Regions from separate parts of the Mus musculus genome. Here region 2 is linked to region 1. The links are chromatin contacts, called in public Micro-C maps. All regions are on one chromosome and are shown on one strand. The core of a region is the stretch at or near the end of the contact, and the rest is flanking DNA. Distances in the headings are between cores, read along the strand shown. Region 1 has its middle 33 kb from the start of Gm22013. Region 2 overlaps Ripor2 (RHO family interacting cell polarization regulator 2).

Evidence for each region. Hi-C and Micro-C count contacts between places; a contact is called where the count stands out from the background.
Region 2: a contact with region 1 is called in a Micro-C map of muscle stem cells, with 5 times the contacts expected there. The contact joins two enhancer-like sites. A contact is called at or near these places in 8 of 484 Hi-C or Micro-C datasets (CD4 T cells, CD8 T cells, bone marrow-derived macrophages and 4 more), 19 of 115 datasets of contacts at active chromatin or transcription factors (CD8 T cells, DN3 thymocytes, the HPC-7 cell line and 16 more) and 1 of 9 other capture datasets (embryonic stem cells).

What each region holds. Positions count from the first base shown.
Region 1 is chr13:24,517,168-24,522,870 of GRCm38.p6, reverse strand. It overlaps a transcript of Ripor2 not described here. Among named protein-coding and RNA genes, the nearest start is that of Gm22013, 33 kb to the right of the region's middle. Within about 2 kb of position 1,255, at least 90 of the 459 cell types and tissues checked have an H3K27ac peak or open chromatin away from gene starts, as enhancers often do. A contact at or near this core is called in cortical neurons, embryonic fibroblasts and muscle stem cells, where this site is marked.
Region 2 is chr13:24,654,152-24,659,831 of GRCm38.p6, reverse strand. All of the region lies in intron 1 of Ripor2 (RHO family interacting cell polarization regulator 2), which reads right to left. Among named protein-coding and RNA genes, the nearest start is that of Ripor2, 18 kb to the right of the region's middle. Within about 2 kb of position 2,456, at least 37 of the 459 cell types and tissues checked have an H3K27ac peak or open chromatin away from gene starts, as enhancers often do. A contact at or near this core is called in cortical neurons, embryonic fibroblasts and muscle stem cells, where this site is marked.

The DNA of each region.
Region 1 (5,703 bases), core at 6-2,505:
CACAATTTGCTAAAATGCATGAGCAAAGTTGGAGCTAAGGTTTCCAGAATTCCCTGAAAGAAACAAAATTTCTCACTGGGAGCAGAACTCAGAATTTATATCCAAGTGGCTCCTTTTACCAAGGACGGAGTGAAGACCTACATTAAGTGATGTATTCCATTAAGGAATAGCTAGTGTTTGTGGCTAAATCTCAACACAGCTCAGATTTCTTCTCAGGACTCGAGAGACTATATGACTCACAGCGTTCAGTTCTTGGAGATAGATGATGACTAAGAGAAATTAAATTAAAAGGATCAGGGGTTTGTTTGACTTCAGAATGACTTTAACAGAATAACGAGATAACGCACCTAAGTTATCTGTAATGGCAGCCAGCTGGAGACCCATGCTCCTGGAGACAGGCATGGTGTGAACCTGGGGACATGATCACATCCCCTTGTGTCCCTCTTCGTAATGGGATCCTATTGATGGCCGCTCATAAGTGCCTGGTGGGAACAGGTATTTTGCTGCATCCATTTGGAAGAGATGTAGGGAGCAGCAGAAGGTGGGAAAGGAGGAGAAATGGAAGAACCAAGCAGTCACCAGGTCTAATTAGTCTGTCTCAGAGTCGCTGAATGTCCTGTATAATTTCCTTGCAAAATGACCAGGCTTTAATCCTTTCAGCGAGGTTAGTGGGCATGAAGACAAAAGCAGGAACTGACAAGTCCATGGAGTTGGCTGAGAGATTATGCTCTTGGCTCCTGCTATTGACTTTTTAGTTGCTTTCTTTGGTGTAGTACCTACACATATTTGACAAGCCCAAATAAGAATAAAGTCCGGGCAGGAACAATGACCCCTTATTAAATGCAGAGATAGTTATGAGTCACAAGAACTCAACAGAAAGCCTCAGTTCCGGTAATTAGCTTTTTTTTTTTTTTTTTTTTTTTTTTTTTTGTGGCATTTGATTTTGGGCTTTTTCTTTAATTATGCAGAACTGCCCAAAGTATTGAAACGGCAGGCTGGAACATGCTGCCTTCCGCAGGGGAGTAGAACTTCTCAGCCCTCGCCACTCTTATGAGCCAACCACTAATTTCATCCTGTCTCTCCCCTAAATGGAGTTGGAAACCTTCTAAGCCTTTTGTGTGAATCCAGGGGTGCTGGAAAATAGTCTGGCAAATTCTGACAAGCATCACTTCAAGAGTACATTTATGCCTTGGCTGAGAAGCCTGAACCAAAAGCTGCTGGGTTGTCATGGCAACAGACATACACACGCACCCGCTTCTGAAATGACACAACCTTCCCAACGGGACCGGCTGTGGAAGGCAAAGCTGGCTTATCCACGCGCTCAGAAGGGACGGTGCTTGCGACCCCGGTGTGGTGTCACAGGGCACGCTACCCCTTCTAGCTCGCTCACTGTCACCAAATTCTCAGTTTTCCTTCAAGCCCTGTGAAATTGATGCCAAACAGCAATGTCTGATTGCAAAATAATGACTACTCCATCCCAAAATGTTTTCCATACTTTTCCACAGAGGTTTGGGGTATTGCTCTCCTACACTGAAGGGGAACATGGGCGAGCCGGAAGGAAGCCCACCATAGCAGGAAGTGAAGTTGAGCAGGACTAGGAGGCCTTCCTAGGAACATAAAGGTCCCAAAATGAGCAGTTAAGTCATCACTCACTCTGGTAGTTCCTGAAGAACGGAGTATCCACAATAGAATGGAACTCATATGTGAAAACAACAGCCAACAATAAACCCACACAGGAAATAGCGCACACGGAACGGAAGCGAAATTCCTGAAGGTGAGCCTCAGCAAGTTACAACAGAGGGGAAGGCTGGAGCGCGTCCCTTCCATTAGGCTTGAAATGAAACCACAGGGACCTATTCATGAGAAGCAAAATTAGCCTCCAGTTCCATTTTTGTGACATTAGCGGTGGCGGTGAGTGCTCCACAGCTAGACTTAATTGGCACTAAACACCTGAGAGGAAGGAAGGCACAGAGAGCACCTGGGTCTTAAATGATAAGGTCTTCTTGAAGCTGGGAACATTCTGTACCTAGAGATGGAGCCAGCATCGCAAGCAACCCGAAAATCAAAGTCCATGTCTGTTGGTAGTAGTGGATTCATCCCATTTTTTCCCCTCTCTAGACCATAAATATTTGAGTCTAGATACTCTGAAGTTAAAGATCCCAGTCCCTCAGTTCTATTTTTTCTGTCTTGTGATTAGCCAAAAATTTTAATTCCAGTTTTAATTTTGGATTAAAATTTAAAAAAGAAAAAGTTTTAAAACCTAGGGAGAAAGATACTCTCATTGTGTATTCCTGGGTGTTACAGTTGGTTTTGGTAAATACATATGGTGCAGGAAAAGAACTAAAGGAGCCTGCCTCAGGAGACGAATGGAAAGGAAATCCAGCCAGCTGTCAAGTGTGGGGGCAGAGCATAGGGCCTGGAGTGGTGTTAGAGGAAAAGACACAGACCCTTTCTAGGCAGAAAAAAGCTCTGACGCTTGTCTCGGTTCCCGTTCTCCTCCGTATTACATCTACCCTATTTATATTATTGTTTTGTTTTTGAGACAGGGTCTTAATGTAGTTCAGGCTATTCTTAAACTTGCTATGCAGCTAAGTGGGGACCTTGAATATCTGATCCACCTGTGCAATGCCGGAACTTCAGGTTATGACACCACGCCCAGTTGTATTCTGTGCTGGAGATCAAATGGAAGGCTTCTGTGTGCACAGTCTATTAACAGCGGCTGCCTCTGCTCCCTAACCTTGCGGCCAGTTCAAGTGCGAGCATTTGAGATGCTCCGTCGCTTTCTCCGCTGGTAGCTATCTATCAAGTCCTTTCTCAAGATGTCTTCAGATGCCCATCTTTCACAAAATTCCCTCCACACCATGTCACCTGGGCGTGACTTCCCTGTCAGACATTATTTGTTCTCCGGTGTTACTCCAATGTGAAGAGTTACCACATAGCTGAAACGGACACCAGTGTATGAGCTGAGTGGGTTTCACCCAGCCACCGATGGGCAGGCAAGCACTAATAGAAAATCAGAAAGTTACCACTCTGCCCTGGAGCATCCAGTCTCAGCAGGAGTAAGCACATCTTCTCTCACTGAAGTCCAACCAGGAAGTCCAGTTAGGGGAAGGGGAGCCAATGACAGGCAGCAGAGGCAGAGACAGCCCCCTGTGCAACTGTTAGGAGACCCACATGAAGACCAAGCTGCACATCTGCTCCAAAAGAATAGGGGGGCCTAGGTCCAGTCCCTGCTTGGTTGATGGTTCAGACTCTGTGAACCCCATGGGCCCAGATTAACTGACTTTGTAGGTCTTCTTGCAGTGTCCTCGGCCCCTCTGGATCCCTCAGTCCTACCCCCCACTCTTCCACAAGTCCTGCCTGATGTTTGGCTGTGGGCTTCTGCAACTGTGTGTCCATCTGCTGCTGGATGAAACTGCTCAGAAGCTAGGCTCTCCTTCTCTGAGAAGGGGTGCGGGGAGGATAATGGAAGGAGGGACTTGTAGAGGTGGGACTTGGAGGAGAAGGGACTGCAATCAGGATGTACAGTGAATAAGTAAATAATAAATAAGAAAGTCTAAAAGTTCTGAAAACTCTAGAGCTCTTCTCTGTGAGGTTTGGAAATCATAGAATCTTTCAAACTCGCATTTCTGCGTCACCATGGACATATGAGAGTCATTGGAAAGCAGAAGTCTGTGACTAAAGTTCCCATCGCATCCAGGGAAGCCATTATATTGCATTCATGTATTTGGGGATGACATCAATTTCCATTAACGGCTATGCTCCTTGTTAGGTTTGTGAAATACCACTGTGGCGCCACCTTGTGGCCACTACCCAGAACGCTTACAGAATCTTGTACTTGACCATCACAGAGGTCTTGGCTCCTCACATCAATATTTTTATATTTAAAAAATAAAGTGAAATACAGCCTTGGAAAATCCTAAATCTAGAGAGAGCTTTTACAGTTTTTAGCTGAAGTGAACCCAGTGAGGATTCATAGTAGTTACCATGAAAACAAAATTAGAGTTTGTACTTGATATTCATTGCTAGATTTCCCTCAACATCATTGGGTTGTATTTCCACACTATTTCTTAAATAAAACTGGCCACTGGTCTGTAAAAGTTGCCATATTCCGTTTATGTTAATTAATTCTTCACAGGCCGTTTAACTTCTTTTTTTAAAAACTTGTATCCCTAATAATTTTTAATTAGTAGTAAGATCTCCATTGAGATTAGATCTTGATCAGGAAGGGGGAGGGGGGTGTGTGTGTGTTGTTTGTGTTTGTGTGTGTTGTGTGTGTTTTGTGTGTGTGTATGTGTGTGTGATGTGTGTATGTGTGTTGTGTGTATTGGTGTGTGTTGTGTATGTGTGTGTGTTTGTATGTATGGTGTGTGTGTGTTTGTGGTATGTGTGTGTGGTGTATGGTGTGTGTTGTGTATGTGTGTGGTGTGTGTGTGTTTGTGGTATGTATATGTGTGTGTGGTGTATGGTGTGTGTTGTGTATGAGTGTGGTGTCTGTGTTGTTTGTGTGTGTGTTGTGTATGTGTGTGGGGTGTGTGTGTTGTTTGTGTGTGTGTTGTGTATGAGTGTGGTGTGTGTGTGTGTTGTTTGTGTTTGTGTGTGTGTTGTGTATGAGTGTGGTGTGTGTGTGTTGGGGGTGGTGGTAAGTAGCACAGGGCATGCTCCATGCCTCCTGGCCATCCCCATTCACAGATCCTGGTGTCCTGGGGCTGGTGGGAGTTGCAGAGATCTGATTGAGGTACAGTCAGGGAGAGGGTGATTCAAAAGCTTCTATTTATTTAGTTTTAGAATCGTTCTAGACAAAGAACTGGAAAGAAATGCCCTTGGCATTTACATTTCTCCTACCTGGAAACAGTACTTGAAGTTTCTATAGAAATTCTCTACTGAATAAGAATGCTCTGGAAAACAGGGGAGGGGGTGTGGGGGTGGCAGGTGGAGGGTGGGGCACTAAGGATACTGACAGTGTGACCACTGTCAAGATGAGCCTGGCCTGGTGGTACATGCCTGTCATCCCAAGCTTGAGAGTCGGAGGCCAAAGATCAGGAATTGAAGGTCTTCCTTGCATTGCTGTCCCAGAACAAGAAAATCACAAAAGGAGGAGAACAGAGGAGGAAACTCACCGCCCCTCCTCCCCCACGAGCTCCCCAGGGAGGTCAAAGCCAAAGGTCCCTATGTCTTAACCTGAATGTCTGAGCTGGAAAGCTGTTTCACTATTCTAAAAATAAATAAAAGCCAAGGCTGGACCCTGGGTTTAAGACTCTGCACATTAAACCATCTGAAGGACAGCCTGGGAGGCGGTGATCTGTGGAACTCCTCCCAGCTTTGGAAACATTGGTTTTTGACTGTCAGTCATCCCCAGTTCCTGTGGTCCTTTAGTGAGTTCCGGCACGTGGGAAGCTGTGTTTCTTTGGGGTCAAAAGTCAGACTTGTAGGAGACTGAAGCAGGGATGGGTTTTGAGGTGTTGGTTTAATCCATGGGCTTCTGGGTTTCCAAAGGATGCTACATTTGCCCTCAATGCCAGCGTTCAGAAAACAAATTGTTAAGGGTAGACATCTTGTGTGGGATTAAAAGCCACAGGGATGCTCGGTTTTTCTAAATAACAAGTTTGTTTGTTTATAACAAGTTTGTTTGTTTGTTTGTTTGTTTGTTTCATGTAACCAGGCTGGCCTTGAATTCTCTATGTAGCTGAGAATAACATCTAA
Region 2 (5,680 bases), core at 1,207-3,706, 140 kb before region 1:
CAAATGTCAACATTGTAAAGCAGATAACCAACTCTAACTAAGATAAGTGATACAAATGGATGGAAAAAATGTATAAATGACTTCCTATAATCTCACTCCTTAGCAAGCAGATGGAGGGACCAAGGTAGGTCCGATAGGCCTCTTAAGCAAGTGTAACTTGAGCAGCTATGGAGTCTGTCTTTGTGAAACAGAGAAAGCAATTCTTCATTTCATTATTTATTTTTCTCATCCATTCAGTCATCAATATATCCATTTGTGTGTGTGTGTGTGTGTGTGTGTGTGTGTGTGTGTGTGTGCGCGCGCGCGCGCACGCGTGCGTGCTCCTATGTATGTACTTTCCATGGTACATGTATGAGAAAGTCTTAGGCCAACTTGTAAGAGTAGGCTCTCTCCTACCATGTGGGCCCTGGGAATCTAACTCAAGTCATTAGGCTTTGCAGCAAGTATCCATCTGATCCATCTTGTTAGCCAGTAGTCTCCATTTTAATGCAAGCATTAAGCATTTCAACTGAGACTGAAACTTCCTTCAATCTTGAAGTCAATCTCAAGACTGCTTGGGTCTTTTCTAAACTACAGACATCCACACAGATGGGAAGGCTTTCGTTTAGAAATACAGAGAAAGGTGGAGAGAGAACACAGTTGGTAAAGTGCTTGAGGTACTTGGTATATACTTTAATAATCAAAGCATTGGGGAAACAGAGGCAGGTGAATTCTTGGGGCTCACTCTCCAGTCAGCCCAGCTGAACTGGTAAGCCATTTTCTGACTATTGTCCCAGTCAGTTATAACCATGATGGTGGCATCATGGCCATCTTTGAATCCTATCATTCTTTGGTATGTAAGAAGGGGCTTTTCCTACCACTGCTTATATTCATTAATCAGTTTGTTGTTAATATGAACTCGTGGATTTTTTTCCCCAGTGGGCTATAATCTACTACTATCATCTTAAGAAAGAAGCAGCTGTTTTTTGTTTGTTTGCTTGCTTGCTTGTTTTTCTATTAATTTTTTTTTTTTGAGACAGCATCTCAGTGTGTACCCTGGGCTGGTCCTGAATCTACAGTCCTGTTTCAGATTCCAAATGCAGGAATTAAAAGCATGTGCCGTCATGCCTGGCTCAGCTGTTTCTGGAAGCATTTTCTGTGCAGCCCAGCCATAACTTAGCATCTTTAGAGATTCCCTTCACCATTATTTTTCCAAATGTCTTATGTCTTTAACCAAGCCACATCTTTTTTGAGGGTTACTAGCTGTCTTTTAAGGCTTCTAAGATAGTCAGTACAGGGCAAGACCCAAGAAATAAATCAGAAATCCACAGACAAACAAAAGCTTGGCTTTGGGGCCAGGTTGAAGCATTCCACTCAGTTTACTTCTGTAAGCCCTACTCTTTCTTGTCCTAAGTTATCAAGGTTGCTTCAAGGAGAAAAGCATAGCCTAGTGTGGGGCAATGGTCTTTCCCATTACCTAGAATTGCAGCTTGAAGACACACTTGAGTTTCATCAATCAAACGGAGCATGCGAATTATTATTTTTTATCTGTTTTTTTTCCATTTTTTATTAGGTATTTAGCTCATTTACATTTCCAATGCTATACCAAAAGTCCCCCATACCCACCCACCCCCCCTTCCCTACCCACCCACTCCCCCCTCTTGGCCCTGGCGTTCCCCTGTACTGGGGCATATAAAGTCTGCAAGTCCAATGGGCCTCTCTTTCCAGTGATGGCCGACCAGGCCATCTTTTGATACATATGCAGCTAGAGTCAAGAGCTCCGGGGTACTGGTTAGTTCATAATGTTGTTCCACCTATAGGGTTGCAGATCCCTTTAGCTCCTTGGCTACTTTCTCTAGCTCCTCCATTGGGAGCCCTGTGATCCATCCATTAGCTGATTGTGAGCATCCACTTCTGTGTTTGCCAGGCCCCGGCATAGTCTCACAAGAGACAGCTACATCTGGGACCTTTCAATAAAATCTTGCTAGTGTATGCAATGGTGTCAGCGTTTGGATGCTGATTATGGGGTGGATCCCTGGATATGGCAGTCTCTACATGGTCCATCCTTTCATCTCAGCTCCAAACTTTGTCTCTGTAACTCCTTCCATGGGTGTTTTGTTCCCCATTCTAAGGAGGGGCATAGTGTCCACACTTCAGTCTTCATTTTTCTTGAGTTTCATGTGTTTAGCAAATTGTATCTTATATCTTGGGTATCCCAGGTTTGGGGCTAATATCCACTTATCAGTGAGTACATATTGTGTGAGTTTCTTTGTGAATGTGTTACCTCACTCAGGATGATGCCCAGAGCATGCGAATTATAAGCCTCAATCATTTGATAGCTGAGAAAACACACAGTGAGGAAGTACTGTGCTGCCCCCAGTCTCTCTCCTAAGTCCCCTCCCCAAAGGTGACAGCACAGTACAGTATGTGGATGCTATTTTAAGTGCCTGCCTGAGTCATGTGAAGAGTAAAGAAGAAACGTTAACAGCCCATCTATTCATCGGGCTAGTCAATTGTACGAACTTCTAGATAATTGGCCGTGCTTCAGCCCTGGGGAAAATGACAATTCTGCTCCTTCTTCCGTTCTGGTGGATTAAATAAATGCAGGGAGTAGCAGCTGGCCTCAGGATAATTAGACGAGAAATGATTTAGGACACAAAACCCACTTAAATCTCTAGAGGGGTTGGGTTGATTTTGACTAATGTTGGCATTACTCATTTTAAAATGCAAAGCCTAGAACACGCACAGGACTTCAGAGCACACACTACACATCAAAGTGGGTTAGAAGGCAAGAGCGTTTTGCGCTTAAAGGAGGCTCAGGCTGTTTGTAATAATAAGTAATTTTGCCCCCCTCCTCCTCCCTCCTCCCTCCACCTTTTTTTAAACCGTGAGTATCAAAAGGGGAATGTGTCTTGGGAACATGGTTTTGGAGACAGCTTGGCTGATCCTGCTGAGAGAAAAACACACCCACCATGCCCCCTCCCCTTTTTGATCATCAGATTGAAAAAACATCGCTGTGGTGTGGAAGAAAGTGAGCTCCTCCCAGAGACTCTGCACTCGGACCGGACCGATCATCCCTAGGGCCTGGCCACTCCCTTAGTCGTGGTTTCTTTATAACAACCTCAAAATGATACTGACAGGTTCTCTTCCGTCCGATTTGGCTTTTCTAAAATTGTCACTTTTTTTTTTTTTTAAACGAGTGCCTGTGTTTTATTGTTCTCAACAGAACTGAGCTCCATCTTTGAGACATTAGGTAGAAACAGCGGTTGGGTTCTGGGAGACCATGCCCAGCAGTGTGCTAGGGATTGCTTTTGCATATTGTAAGCTTGACAAACGCCGACATTCTTTAATGGGACAAGAGTCAGGTAGAAAATGAGTCTGAGTTCTTATACATAAAGCTATATGCTGCATTCATGTTAGAGAATGGACAGGTAATTAAAATCTTCTTAGAGTAGGTGTATAAAATCAAACTGATAGTGTTTTTTTTTTTTTTTGTAGGACCCACTAATTTTTTGTGGCCATATTTTTTCATGTCCTCTATGTTATGTTATGTTATGTTATGTATTTATTCTTAGAGAATTTTATATATGTATACAAATGTATTATGATTGTACACACCTCCTCTCCCCAAATGCACCAGCCACCCCACAACAGGTTCCCCTTGCAACCTCATTATTGTCCTTTTTTTTTTTTTTTTTGGAGATTTATTGTATGATTTACCTGTGTGAATGTATATTCACACATTTGTAGGTGCCCATAAAAGTCTGCAGAGGACATCGGATCCCTTGGAGCCAGTGTTACAAGGCATCTGTGAGGTACTGAGTTGACAGAGGTTGGACCGGGGAGTCTGTGATGTAAATACAGTCACAACTGTTGGCATGGTAATAAGAACTGATAATGCCTACATCTCAGCTAGGCTGTAACAGTACTCGAAAACCATTCCTTTCAAACTGAGGTCAATCCATCATTTTACTCTTGTTTTTATGACAACATTTCAAAAGCAACATTTCAATGCCAACAAACTGCTTAATTGCAGAAAAACCTGGCTTCAGAATTAGTCTTTTTTTTTTTTTTCTTTCTTGGAGACAGGGTCTCACTATGTAGTTCACCATGAAACTCATTATGTAGTCCAGGCTAGCCTTGAACTCACAGAGATCTACTGATCTGCCTCCTGAGAGCTGGGATTAAAGGTATGTGCATCTATGCCCAACTAGTTAGTCTGAGGCAGGGGTGTGTGTGTAGGTCCCATCATATGCCAGCGGGTTCAAAGTTAAGTGGCTTTCCAGAGGCTCATACGCATGCTCTCTTTGTGGTAATTTTAGCACATTAATCTGCTATAATTGGGGTGGTTTCTGCTGGTCCTTGCTGCTGCATACCAAGAAGTGGCCGGGTGCAGAACATCTGCACAGTTATTCTTGGCTGCCAAAGCCAAATTGTTTATCATCGAAATGCAGAACAGCTATGTGCTCAAGCACAGCAGAATAATGTGCCTTCCCACTGGACAGTGAGGTTTCCAATGATTTCTTAGTATCCTATGTCTTGTTCAAAGGATATGAAGCTGTAAAACAGTAACGAGGCAGAAACCCATCTCTCTCTTAAGCTTCGAGAACAGTGCAGTGTAAAGAAGGAACCCAGCACTGGATTTAACGACATAGGGAAAATCCCCAGCAACAGAGACAAAAGAACATATGAGAGCGTAACTAGTGCACACGTGGAAGCCACATTGCTTGCACGTTGAGCTCAGAAGGCCTTGTCACATTGTCTTTTGTGAGCGTACGGAACTCCTAGTCAGTTACATCAGGCTGACACCTGGGCAAGCATAAGCTGCTTTCTTCCCTGCTTATCACACACACACACACACACAGAGAGAGAGAGAGAGAGAGAGAGAGAGAGAGAGAGAGAGAGAGAGAGAGAGAGAGAGAGACAGACAGAGACAGAGACAGACAGAGATAGAGACAGACAGAGGAGGCAGAGTGGTTTGGAACATGCTGTGATCTTCCTGTCTCAGCCTCTCAAGCACTCGGATGCCTGCCTTGCCCGGTTGTTGTCTTCAGCCAATTTACCTGGATGGGAGCCACAACTATTTTTATGGAGTAGGAAATTGACCATGGCTTTTCCTAAGTGTTCTGGAAGCCCTGGTGTGTAGCTTGGCTACCTCCCTGTCCCGGTATTCAGATGCTGGTTTCTCCTACACCCATGCCACCATCAAGGCAATCTCTCAGTCCTCTGGACCACATCAGGCCATGTGAAGGACTGCTTTTGCTGTTTGGGAACTCAGCCCTCACTCTGCAATGCTTGTCCCTTCTCATCATGACAAGCTAATGAGGAGTCATTTCTGAGATGCGTGAGCATTTAATATGGTTTAGATATTAAACAATAGGCAGGAAAGTTTACTTATTTCATTGGTATGAAATGACATTGGAATTATCCAAGAAAAAAAACACCATAGTTTCAAAATGCACACTGAAGTGTGTACCAGGGAAATGACATGAGGTCTGGTTTGGCTTCTGCAGTTACGAAAGCTAAAATGATCTATCAAGCAAATATAGAAAATCTTGGACAATTTTTACAACTGGATGATGGATATTTAGGGATTTGCCTTACGCAACCTATGTTTATGCATGTTTGAATAATTAATTTTATTTATTTAATCATTTGCATTCTCCAGTGTGTGTGTGGGGGGGAGCAAAGGTCTGACTTG